Regions from separate parts of the Oryctolagus cuniculus genome. Here region 2 is linked to region 1. Evidence: chromatin contacts called from public Micro-C data. All regions are on one chromosome and are shown on one strand. Each heading gives the region's core, a stretch centred on a gene start, on an enhancer-like site or on the middle of the called end of the contact. The rest is flanking DNA. Distances are from core to core; before and after follow the strand shown. Region 1 overlaps ISCA2 (iron-sulfur cluster assembly 2). Region 2 holds the start of LTBP2 (latent transforming growth factor beta binding protein 2).

Region 1 (6,326 bases), core at 952-3,451:
AGCATCGCAGTCCTTGCAGGAGAAGGAGCCCACGGTGTTGGTGCAGACCCCCGTGGGGCACATCCCTGGGAAGGTGCACTCGTCCAGGTCTGGGCAGAGAGAGGGCCATCATTGTCAGTGACCGCGAGGGACCAGCAAGGCCTCGCCGCACTTCTGGGCCCCTGGTGAGGGGCAGCCCCTCTCCCTTTGTGCCCCGTCCCTAGGATGCTGCAGGAGCAGCTCTGCCCTCGGCTTCCCTCTTGGGCATTATGGGTCCTTGGCCTAACCTGGAACCCCTCAGTGTCAGCCCAGAGCTGAGGGCAAACAGAATTCTTGGGGGCGGGTGCAGGTAAGAAGGCCCACACACTCTGTGCCCTGCGCCCAGCCCCAGCCCACCCTCCTCAGGGTACCTTCGCAGGCAGTGCCGTCTTCATTCACCCAGTACCCACTCTCGCACGCCAAGCAGGTGAAGGAGCCCTGGGTATTGAGGCAGAGGCCCGTGGGGCACGAGGCTCGGCTGGCACACTCGTCCACATCTGAAACAGGCCGTCGGGGACAGATGTGCCAGGACAGCCAGCAGCTGTCAGGCGGGCAGGGGCACAGGGGAGGATGGGTCTCGGCAGGGAAGTGTTGGGTCAGCGTGGCTAAGGATGCAGGGTTGGGCACGGACGGGGCTGGGGGCGTGTGCCGAGGGGAAGGGGCCGTAGGCCGGGTTTGTCTGTGCAGGAAGGGGCCTGGGGCGTCTTTGTACCTTGGCAGCCCTTCTCGTCGGAGGTGGCCTCATAGCCCTGCTCACAGGAGCATCTGAAGGAACCTTCCAGGTTGACGCACTTCCCATGGGCACACAGCCCGGGGGTCAGACACTCGTTCACATCTGGGGGGAGAAGCCCAAGCCGGCGGGCTGGCTTAGAGTGTCTCAGGCACAGGCCAGGGAATCAGCATCCACTGTGGAGGCCACGAGGCCAGGCTCCGCAGTCCACCCCAGCGCTCACTTCAGCTCTGTCCCGCATCATGGAGCAATGCCCCCATGTGTTCTAGAAAGGGGGACAGGGTCGCTCAGCCCTGGGGCTGGTTTGGCCAGCTGAGGACACTCGGACTGAGGCGTTCCAGGCCCCTGACCCATCTCAGTGTGGCTCTGAGCCCCGCTGGCCTCCTACCTGCCAACCACCCAGTGCATGTTCCCAGCCCTAACCCAGCTTCAGCAGGTGGGCGGGCAGCGTGACCAGAAGCCAGCAGTGCCGGGGTGGCTGTGGCCGTCTCCGGGGCCTGGGAAACATCTGCCCTCTGCAGAGCCTCAAAGAATCCATTCAAAACTCAGTCCCTCCCAGCATCCTGAAGCCTCTTCCTGTGGGGGCTGAGGGAACACCCCTCCTGCCACTCACACCCAGCCCCCGCTCAGCGCGGGGTGCCATCTAGATGCCGCTGTGACAAGCAGAGGAGCCGAAGCCCCCACGGTCCCAGGACTGCGGAGGGACCGGCTGCTGGCTCTCACCACTGGCTCTCCACCCCACCCCACCCCGCGGGAGCTTGGACTCCGGCTCCAGAGCGGATGTGGCAGAAGAGCCCCCCCACCCCCCAAACTGGCTGACTCAGCGGGCAGAGCCCCAGTTCCCGGAGCACACCCTTCTCATGCCCGATGCCGGATCACGGAGCACAGCTGCTCGCATCTGCCCGCCTCGCCCTCCCCGAGCCCCCTCCCCTGTGCCCTGGCAGGCAGCCCTCACCTACACAGCTCCCGCTCTGGCCCCTGTAGCCCTCCTCACAGGCCAGGCAAGTGTAGGAGCCCGGGGAGTTGACGCATCTCCCGTCGGGGCAGGTGCCAGGATGACGGCACTCGTCAATATCTGCAAAACAACAGCCCTTCCCTCAGCGGCGGTCCCTGGGAACCCCAGCCCATGGGCAGCTCGGCGACCACGCACATCCTTGACCCTGCCCTTGGTTGGGGAGGGACGTGAGTTTCTGCACAGATGAAGAGTAGGAAACAGTGAGAGTCTCCCTGTGTTCCCAACTCCACCTCCCACCCACTGTCCCAGACCAAAGAGATGAACAGAAGAACTTGTGAGAAAGGGAGACACTCCCTGGGTGGGCGCAGGGGGCCGTGGTCACCACCAGCTGTGGGAGGGTGGGAGAGCCGACAGGGATGGGCCTCCACCTCGCCCTGGGTCAGTTCTGGATCCTTTACATGCAGGGACCATTACCAGGATAGGACATGCCTGCTGCAGTGGCCAGTGGGGGCTGCTGCCTGGGGCTCTGATCCCCCCCAGGGGCAGGGAGCAGAGATGGGCTGCTCTGCACAGGAAGTGAGGATGCACGCCAAGCCCAGCCCCGGAGCTCGGTGCAGCCCAAAGGCTTCTCTGGCGGGCAGGGGTCAGACCCTCCTTCCGGCCGAGAGCCATGGAGGTCTCCCCACACCCATGATACAGAGGGATGAGTCTGGGCACCAGCTGGTCAGGCAGGGTCAGAGCACAGCCTGTCTGCAGGGGACTGAGGCCAGCAGAGGTCACTAAAGAGCAGGACGTGGGCAGGAAGTGGAGGTGGCAGGGTCTGCAGAGTCAGGACACATCAAAGCCATCGGTCCTCGGGGACCTGGATCCTCTCAAGCTCCACCCTGAGTGTCCAGAAGAGGGAGCCCCCCCGCCCCTCGGCAGGCGGTGACTCAGGTGGGTGTCTACGGGGAGACGCCCATGACTCTGAGGCAATCTTGGGGACACGTGGACAAGGCTCATCTCTGCAGAGAGCCCAGAGCAGTCCCAGTGGTGCTGTGATGACACCAGGCGGGACTCTCCTAAGGGGTTCTAGGGGCGGGCGTTTGGGGCAGTGGTTAAGATGCGGCTTGGGATGCCTGCATCCCATGTTGGAATGCCCACTTCCTGCTAATGGGCACCCTGGGAGGCAGCAGGTGATGGCCCAAGTTGTTGGGTCCCTGCCACCCACGTGGGAGACCTGGATTGAACCCTTGGCTTTAGGAATTTCAGCCTGGCCCAGCTCTGGCTGTTGTGGGTATTTGGGGGAGTGAATCAGTGGATGGGAGATCTCTATCTGTTTCTGTCTTTCTCTCTGTCTCTCTGCCTTTCAAATAAATAGGATAAAGAAATAAACATTTTTCTAAGGGGTTCCTGAGAGAGAGAATGAGTAGGATCAGGACACCTGCCCCCAGACGAGGGCAGGCTGCACCCTGGCCTGCTGGCCTTGGCTGAGCTCTCTGCACACGTGGGCAAAGGCGTTGGGAATGACAGGCAACTCCTGCTTCAGAGCTATGAGGCTTTGCAGGTGAAAAGAAAGCAGCATAAGTCCTTGCCGAGAAAAACAGAGGCTTTCCCCCTGCTGCAGGGGCCAGGCAGCTCAGGAAGGAGACCAGATGCAGCAGGAGCGGAGGGCTCGAGTGCCCTGTCCCACCCGTGCTGGGCACCTCTCCTGGAGCTGGTGCAGGGAGTGTCCCGTGCTGCATCTCTAGGAGACATGGGTGCTTATTAACACTGGGCAGGAAGTGTTCCAGCCCTCCACACTCTGGGCCACAGCAGGTATCTGCCTCCTGGGCCCTTGTGGTCAGGCAGGGCTGGGAGACTAGTGCTGCCTGATGAGCTGCGAGTGGGCAGGATGTGTGTGATTTGTGGACCAAGCCTGTTAATTGTGTTCCACTCTCCAGACGGCTCCCTCTTCTGTCCAGGGAACTGGCCACATCCCAGAGACTGGCTGTTCCCTCAACCGAGTCCTGGAGGGAGCAGCAGAGCCCCCAGCTGACCCGCGTTGGACATGAGGCCTTGATGAGACCCTAGCCGGGCTAAGGCTGGGCTTGCCTGTTGATGCAGCAGAACCCAGTCCATCCTGGCACCTCTGCGATGGCCACATGTGTGCAGTCTGACAGCAGGTGGGTGCGGGAGGCCAGGAGAGCAGAGCAGCCCCTCAGCTCCACTTGAGCAGGGAAAGGATCCCTGCGTGGCAGTGGATGCGACCCAGTGGTTCCCCAAAGGAGCCAGCTGAAGGCTCTGGATCGCAGCAGCAGATTCCCTGGGATTCTTCCCCAGCCTCCTGGGACCTGCACTGGAGCCAGTCACGGAGCGGAGATTGTTCTGTCTAGTCTAGGGTTTGGATTTCATTTTACGTTAAAAAATTATTTATTTATTATGTGATTCATTTGAAGGGGACATGGGGGAGAGAGAGAGAAAGAGAGAGATCTAGCCACTGTTCACATTCCAAATACCTGCACTGGCTAGGGCTGGGTCAGGTGGAAACCGGAAGTCGGGAACTCTGTCTCCCACATGAGTGGCAGGGATCCAGGGACTTGAGCTGTCTCCCGCCGCCTCCCAGGGTGCATCAGCAGGAAGCTGGCACCCACAGCGGCACCCTGACAGGGCTGTGGGCCTCCTCAGTGGCATCTGAATGGCTAGACCCTCAAGACCACGCCTGGAGTTTGACTTTTAGTCTAATATTATGGCATGTTTTGGCAAGCTTTGGTACTCTGGTTGTCAGGGGCAGGAGGTGTCTGTTATGTCTATGGCTGTAGCTGGCACTCAACCAACATTAGCCGGGCAAGGAGTGGGCCACGGTGCCTACAACCGGACCGTTGGTCCTCTCAGGACAAGGCTGCTGAAGAGAGCCCCCAGGCCCCAGGCAATGGGCTCCCCAGAGGGCAGCAGGACATGGGAGGGTCCTATGTTCTCAGACTGGGTGCAGCTCTGGCATGGGGACCTCTGCCTTCATGGGAGCGTGGGCTGGGGGTGGGGCACAGGGAAGGCCCTGACAGTCTCCAGGGGATCCACCCCTGTCCGTGGGAACCCCGGAGTTCGGGACAACGGAAATGCCATTGAGACTGTGGGCGGGGCCCTGGGCCAGACTGCGCAGCCTTTCACCAGAGACTTTGGGTTGCAGCGGAGAGCGCGGTTTCTGGGTTGGAAACAGAAGAAAGAGGGAGGAAGTGGACTGGCTGGGGGTGCCGGGCTGGGCCTGTGGTTACCGATGGAAACCTGGAGCCCTGCGCCGCCTGCATCATTCTTTCTTTCAGCAGACTCGCGGGGTCCGCCCTGGGCCAGGAACCGGCCTGACCTCTCAGGCGCGGTGTGTGTCGGCAGCCTTTCCTCTGGGATGGGAGGGGACGATCCAGAGAGGGGGTGGGGGCCGGGGGTCCTGCTGGGCCAGGGAAGGGACCCTGGAGACGGGGCGAGCCCCTCATGTATCTCGGTCCTCGCAAGAGCCTCTGAGATGGACCTTATGGTTTCCATTTCCAGACAGGAGACAGGAGCCAGACCCAGGCCTGTCTGCACCGGAGCTGTGCCCTTAACCCAAGTGGTTGGGGTGAATCTGGCATCTTGAATGTTCTGGTGTTTTCTGGGTCCAGTTCCTGCCCTTTTGCTTTTCTGTCTAACACAGCGTGGCTGTGACACTCAGGGGAGCTTGTACAGCCAGCTGGGGCAGTCAGCACCCCCAGTCGCTCTCCCCTCTCCCAGGAAATGTCTCCAGGGAGCTCATGAGGGCCAGGGGCAGGGTTCAGGCTTTGACCACGTGGAAGCCTGAATGTTAAGGCTGAGACCAGGCAAGTTCGGGCTGGGAGAAAGCTGGAGGCTGGTGGAGGTGGCGGTGGTGGGGTGGCAGGGAGGGGTCTGAGCCTCGGCTCGGACTCAGGGCAGGGCTTTTCCCAGACAGAGCCTTGCTTGGTTCTCATTCACTCTCAGCTCAGCCCGACTTAGGAGCACACAGCCTAGCCTTCCTGCAAGCATCCGACACCCCAGGCAGGCAGGTGGCAGAGGTGGAGCCGGTGTGACAGTGGCAAGCTCCAGGCGGGCGGAGGAGAGGGTCTGGGAGGAGACCAGCTAGCAACATCTCAGCCACCCTCTGGCCGGGTGTGGGAGAAGGAGGGAGTTCTGGGATCTCGTTCACGTTCATCCAACCAGCACTGACTGGGAGCTGATGGGCGTCCGTGCCTGGCCAGCTAAGGACATGGCATAGCACATGGTCTAACAAGCTTTAGCGAGGCCAAGACTCTGCCTCTGCCACCCGAGAAGAGGTCCCCAGGAGACAGGGAGATGAAGCTACATGCAGACATGCCGCTGTCCATCAGAGGGGCTCAGCCTCAGGGGCCCGGAGGGGACAGGCTAGGAAGGGAGCTAGTGGTGGGGAGGGTGTGGGGGGGCCAGGCTGCCCGTCTTGCTCCCGCTCCTTACCTTGGCAGTGCCCCTTCCGCACCATGACATAGCCCCGGGCACACTGGCAGTGGTAGGAGCCCTCCGTGTTGGTGCACTGCCCCCCGCTGCACACTCCGGGCTGCGCACATTCGTCCACATCTGCGAACAGACAGAAAAGTCCTGTGTGGCAGCCGGCCCCAGGGTAGGGGTGCAGGGGGGCCTGGGACA
Region 2 (5,680 bases), core at 2,958-5,457, 74 kb after region 1:
TACATGCATTGGAATTAACTAAATTCAGGTTAGTGGTTAACTCAGAGGAGGGCAAATTTATGGAGGAAATTTCAATTCAACTAAAAATACTGGAAGCAGGGTGGGTAAAGTGCAGGCTCCTGAGTCCCACTTCCGAGTGTCTGGGTTCCATACTTGGCTCTGACTCCCGACTCCAGCTTCCGCCAATGCCGACCCTGGAAGGCTGCAACGATGGCCCAAGGAACTGAGTCGCTGCCGCCCATGTTGGAGGCCTGGACTGAGTTTCTGAGTCCCAGTGTTGGCCCAGCCCAGTTCTAGCTGAGATCTGGAGAGTGAGTCAGCAAAAGGGAGCTTGCTTTCTGTGTCTGTCTGTCTCTGTCTCTCTCTCTGCCTCTCAAATAAAGACAGAAAGAAATATTTTTTAATCAGAAGCAAAATAAACCAAAATATTAAGGTGTGGTAAACCTGGATTGTGGTTTTAGTATTTCCAATACCTTTATCTTTTTCAAAAACTTCATAATGTACTTAAAAATAGATAACACTCTAGACCCTGTTAGTTTAACAGTAGATAGAGAAAAAATAATATCAGAACAAGAGGGAAATATGAGGGCCACATGCTGCGAGACTGGTTCTGGAAATGCAGAAGATCGGGGAACAATGACTTAATAGGTCCCCTGCAGACAGTACATTTCATTAGGACAGGCACTGTGTCTGCTCTGGTCACAGCTCTGTCCCAAACATTTAGTGCCGTGCCTGGCACACACTTGGTAAGCCCTCACTGCGCGCACTAAATGCCAACCACATTGAAAGTTCCCTGAGGACAGAGGCTGTCTTGGCCACTGTCTCACCCCTGGGGTCCAGCACAGCCTAGCACACAGCAAGCCTTCTGCAAACACGCAGTGAACCAGTCGTGCTGATGCAGTTCCAAGCTTTACCGGCAGGTGGCACTTGGTCATTGGCTCGTGGCATCCCACCAGGCAACGGCCAAAGTAGTCAGCCTGGCCAGAAGCCAGGAGCCAGAATGGACTTGAGTTGGAGAAGAAGTCAACGGACAAAGCTGCCACTCAGCCCCAACGCGGCTGACACGCAGTAGCTGGCTGGAGTGCCAGGAAGCTGCACAGAAGACGGCGGGGGAGAGGAGCCACACGCAGCACAGTATGGTCCGTGTGCACCTGAGGACAGCAGGGGCCTGTGGGTGGCACCCGGCGCATACACACACATCTGTGCATGCCTGCCGGTCTCGCAGTCCCAAACTGCTTTGCTCACCAACACCTCGCTTCACAAAGTCTGATCCCGCCCCATCCAACCCCCACCCCACACTCCTCAGCCTTCCCTCCAGCTGCGCTCAATGCCTACAGAATAAGTTACTCCATGATCCAGCCCCATCTCTGTCTCCGGCCTCGGCCCTGTGGCTTCCCTACACCAGAGCTTCAGTCCTGCCCCTGGAGCAGTGCCAACAGCAAAGAGCCCTGGACCTTGGCAGTGCTAACTGGCACGCTACCCTCAACTCTGCCTCCACCCCAGGATGGCCACTGATCCCCAGGGGGTCTGCCCCCCCCCGACACTTAACATAAAGCTTCCAGCACTAGAAAGCTGCACACGTGCATCTGTTCACCTCTCCAATTTGTTTTTTAATGTTTATTTATTGTCATCTACCTGACAGGCAGAGTGACAGAGAGAAAGAGAGAGAGAGCGAGCAATCTTCCCTCTCCTGATTAGCTCCCAGCAAATGACTCCAACACCCCAGGCTAGGCCAGGCGCAAGCCGGAAGCCAGGAACTCCATCTAGTTCTCCCACCCGGGCGGCAGGGGCCCGAGCCCTTGAACCATCATTGGCTGCTTCCCCAGGAGGAATCAGCGGGCAGCTAGATTGGAAGTGGAGCAGCTGGGACTGGAACAAGCACCCGGATATGGGATGCAGGTCTCCCAGGCGGTGACTTCACCCGCTGCACTACAACACCCTCCGGTCCCTCCAACCTGATTTTAAGTCACTGAGTTGCTCTCCCAGCAGGAGCCACGCCCTGGTCTCTGGGCCCCATCCCCTTTCTCCCGTTCCACGTGCACTCTCTTTAGAGCATCTGTTCACTCGCAGTCAGGACAAGAAAAAAAAAAAAAAAAAAAAACAGCAGCACAGGTGCCCTATGAATACCTGTTGACTGACCCTCCGCGGAAGCAGCCGGGCAGTGCCCGGTCTACTCTCTGCCAGATGCCAGCCGGCCCTTTCCTGGGCAGCAGGGGGTTCACGCGCCCGCTCACAAGTCACTCAACGGACACCTAGTGAACCCCAGGTGCAGACACGGTTCGAGGCACCAGTAACCCAGAAATGAGAAAACAAAGCCCCTGCTTTCCCACACCCTGCATTAGTACGGGCTGGGAGGCCAGATCCTAAACACAAACAGAGCATACCGGATGGAGAAAGCGCTGTGGAGAACCATAAGGCAGCCGGGACAGTGAGAGAGGACCGGGCAGGAGTGGAGGGAGGAGGCTGGCCCAGCAGAGAGCAGGATGAGGCCAAGGACCACAGTGCAAGCAAGGGCCACGAGGCCTCAGGAGCAGGACTGGGGGTGCATGCGGCCCTCACGCTGCTCCCCAGGACCAAACCCTACTAAAACTCACGCCCGGGCCAAGCAGGGCTGCCAGAGCCCTTCCCAGCCTTGCGGAGGGTCCCCCGTGCCCGGGGCTCCGGGGTCTTCAATCTAGAGACACCTGTCAGACTCGGGCCAGGCTGAGCCCCCTGGGCCATGAGGAGCCGGGGTGGAGGATGGGGGTCTTCGCTGGGCGACAGCACCCCCGCAGCGAGCAGGGGGCGGCACCCCCAGAGGATTGGAACGAGGCTTAGCCCTGCAAGTCGCGCCACACACGCTAGAGCACTCCACTCTCCACGTACGTACGCACCGTGCAGACGCTACATCCGGATCGACGTCCTGTCCGCAGTGCCCCCAAGCGCGCGCCCATTCCACTCCCAGCCCACTGGCGCCTTAACCCATACACGTGCCCGGGCGCGCGGCTTCGTTGTCAGTCCCTTACCAGAGGATGTCGTCTGCTTGGGCCCCGTAGCCCCCCGTAACCTTGCCCCGGCCCAACCTCCCCAGTGCCCCCAGCTCCAGGCGCAGACACCCGGGGCTTCCTGGTCGCAGCGTCGCCGGCGTCTGCTGCCCGGATGCGCGAGCTGAGCGCGGGAGGAGCGCGTGCGCGCCAGAGGCGCCCTGCGAAGGCACTGGACATTGGGGCTCGTGGCGAGCTGGCCAGAAAGGGAGAGGATGAGCTAGGGCTTTGCCCGGACACCCGGAAAGCGGGTCTGAGCGTGGCCCTGGAAACTCGAGGCTGCTTCCCCGCGGAGGGACCGGGGCATGGCCGGCTTCCACTTCGCGCCCGCACTCCCCTCCGCGAAGGAGCGCACGGGAGCCCCCGCGCGCACTCCTCGCGTCCCGCTCGCTTCCCTTTCCCATGCTCACCCGGTGAGCCGCCCTCGCGGAGCGGCCCCGGGCCGTTGCGGGGTCCGGCTGCGCAAGAGAGCCGGCGCGGCCCGGGCCCAAGGTGCGGGCTGCGGCTGGCCCAGGGCGCTGTTTCTCCGGTTCTGCGCAGGTGGCTGGACTCGGCGCGGCTGCTGCGCGCGGGGCGGCCTCCTGGCCTCCGCCTCGGCTGACCTCCTGGGGCTCCCCCAGCCCGGCGGGGTCCGCTCCGCGGGCGGCAAGCCCGGGACGGGCGGGTCCTGCTCGCGGAACAGGCTGTACACCTTGGCTGGGTTAGCGGCGGCCGGGTGGCTAACCGCAGGGCGCCGCAGCCGGTTCGCGTCCCTGCCAGACGGCTCGTATCTCCCCACCGGGTCCCTCTGGGCATGGCCCATGACCACGAAGAGGGCCAGGACGAGTGGAAGGAAGCCCCGCCGGGGGTTCCACCGGGGGCGCCCCGGGTGGCGGGAGGTGGCCGGCAGCCCCATGGCGCAGGAGGCAGCTGGAGAGCGGAGCGCGAGGGGGGACCGCGCCGGGCTCAGTCGTGGGTGCGCCCGGCCGCCCGCGGACTGCTCTGCCGACCCGCCTGGCGGTCCGAGTCTGCGGGCCTAGGGGGTCCTGAGGGCGGCCGCTGGGGGGCCGAGCTGCCCCCTGAGTCTGGAGTCGGCGCTGCGTCTCCAGCCGGGCGCCCACGGCCGCTGCCCCGGCGCTGCAGCCGTCTGAAGGGGATTCGGAGGGTTTTATTTTTGGAAACCTCCTCCTGCTTTTTCGGCTCTTTTATCCACACCATGCCCCCTCCTCGGAGGGACAGCTCGGCCCCCTCATTACGGAGAGGGAGACAGGAATTCCAGCAACACCCACTTTGGCACCGGGAAGCGGGCGGGCGGCGAGGGGGATTAACCCGTGAGGAACTGAGGACTGGCCGGGCAGATGGCGTGTGCCGGGACAGGGGCCCCGGAGCTACCCTTCTCCGGCCCTGGCCGAGCTCGCACTGCTAACCGGTCCCGAGGTAATCTGGCCTTGACCTCGAGGACAAACTCCCGGACGGATGACCGGGGCGGCAGCCTGCAGTCAGGGGGATGCGGGAGCGGTCCAGAGGCCTGGGAAACAGGTACAGAGCCCAGGGCAGGTGCGCCCGGGCCCTCTCGCCGCCTGCCCCGGCCGCTGGGGGCGCCCACCGCGAGTGCGGGCTGGCGCCGGGGCAGCGCCGGGAGCTCCCGGGCCCGGGCCGCGTGGGCGCGCGCGCCCCCTGGTGGAGCCGGCCGCAGGCTCGGCGTAGCGGCCGCGGTGGAGCCGGGCCGGGGGAGCAGCCTTGGCAGCTTCGGCTTCATCAATCCCCGGCCTGCCTCTTTTTCACAGAGGTTCAGGCCCAAAGCCTCTTGAATAAGGGCACACAAGGAGACGCTGTGTGTCCAAGAGGGGGCAGGGACGCCGGCCTCCTGCCTCTGGGTCAGAGTCCTACTCCAGCCCTCACTCCCTGGAGTGGGATTCCACGGGTGCATCTTTCTGCGCTGGCTCCCGTCTCTCCATCCAGTGATATCTTCCCTGTTTCTGTGTCCCCTCCCGTGGTTGCCTCTGTAGCTGATATTTTGGATGGTCGGAGCCTGTGCAGGGACAATCGGAAGCAGCTGCGTTTTCCTCTGCTTGGGGCTTCAACCCACGGCGGTGAATGTCCGGGGTCCCTCCCTTTGGTGACACCTGGGGCAAGACCCTTTGCCTGCCTACCCCTGCCAGGGTGGTTTCCTAAGATCAGTGCATACGCACTGGAGGCTGCTCCTGTTCCAATCAAAACCTCACCGTTGAGTCAGTGTTCCATTCAAGTGAACACTGCCCCTGCCCCCCAGGCCTGTCCCTTGACCAGAGACCCCACAGCGGGGAGCCGGGCGTGGTCTGTCTTTCTGAGCCTCCCTTTCTGCAGAGGTTTCTCCATGTCAAGGTACCAGGAGAGGGAAGGAGCAAACTCTACTGGAACAGGTGTCCAGTCCTGGCTTCTCCTACACTTGTGTGCTCTTGGAGGTGTGTGTGTGTGGGGGGGGTCTCTTTGGAGGACCTCCACCCAGCACTACCATCTGGGACACGGGGGTGCCTGTAGCTTCCAGCAACGCAGCCGGCCTCCGTGGAGGGCTGGCCTTGGGGAGCCCGCCCGTCTCCTCTTCCACAGGTGACCTGTGCCAGGCTCTCACTGTAGGGGGCGCGAGGGCACTCTGCACCCTGCTTTCCAGCCCTCGGCGCTCGGCTGGCTGCCTTTCA

The links. Hi-C and Micro-C count contacts between places; a contact is called where the count stands out from the background.
Region 2: a contact with region 1 is called in a Micro-C map of ear pinna, with 4 times the contacts expected there. The contact joins the promoter of LTBP2 here to the enhancer-like site in region 1. A contact is called at or near these places in 4 of 6 Hi-C or Micro-C datasets (ear pinna, embryonic fibroblasts, psoas muscle and 1 more).

What each region holds. Positions count from the first base shown.
Region 1 is chr20:20,603,245-20,609,570 of mOryCun1.1, forward strand. The region is part of intron 3 of ISCA2 (iron-sulfur cluster assembly 2); the gene reads left to right. LTBP2 (latent transforming growth factor beta binding protein 2) reads right to left here. Exons shown (of 36, transcript XM_008272051.4): 18 at 6,138-6,257; 19 at 1,704-1,823; 20 at 731-853; 21 at 390-515; 22 at 1-89. Among named protein-coding and RNA genes, the nearest start is that of ISCA2, 19 kb to the left of the region's middle. Within about 2 kb of position 2,202, at least 1 of the 8 cell types and tissues checked has an H3K27ac peak or open chromatin away from gene starts, as enhancers often do. A contact at or near this core is called in ear pinna, where this site is marked.
Region 2 is chr20:20,675,052-20,680,731 of mOryCun1.1, forward strand. LTBP2 (latent transforming growth factor beta binding protein 2) reads right to left here and starts at 4,208. Exons shown (of 36, transcript XM_008272051.4): 1 at 3,434-4,208. The coding sequence starts at 3,918.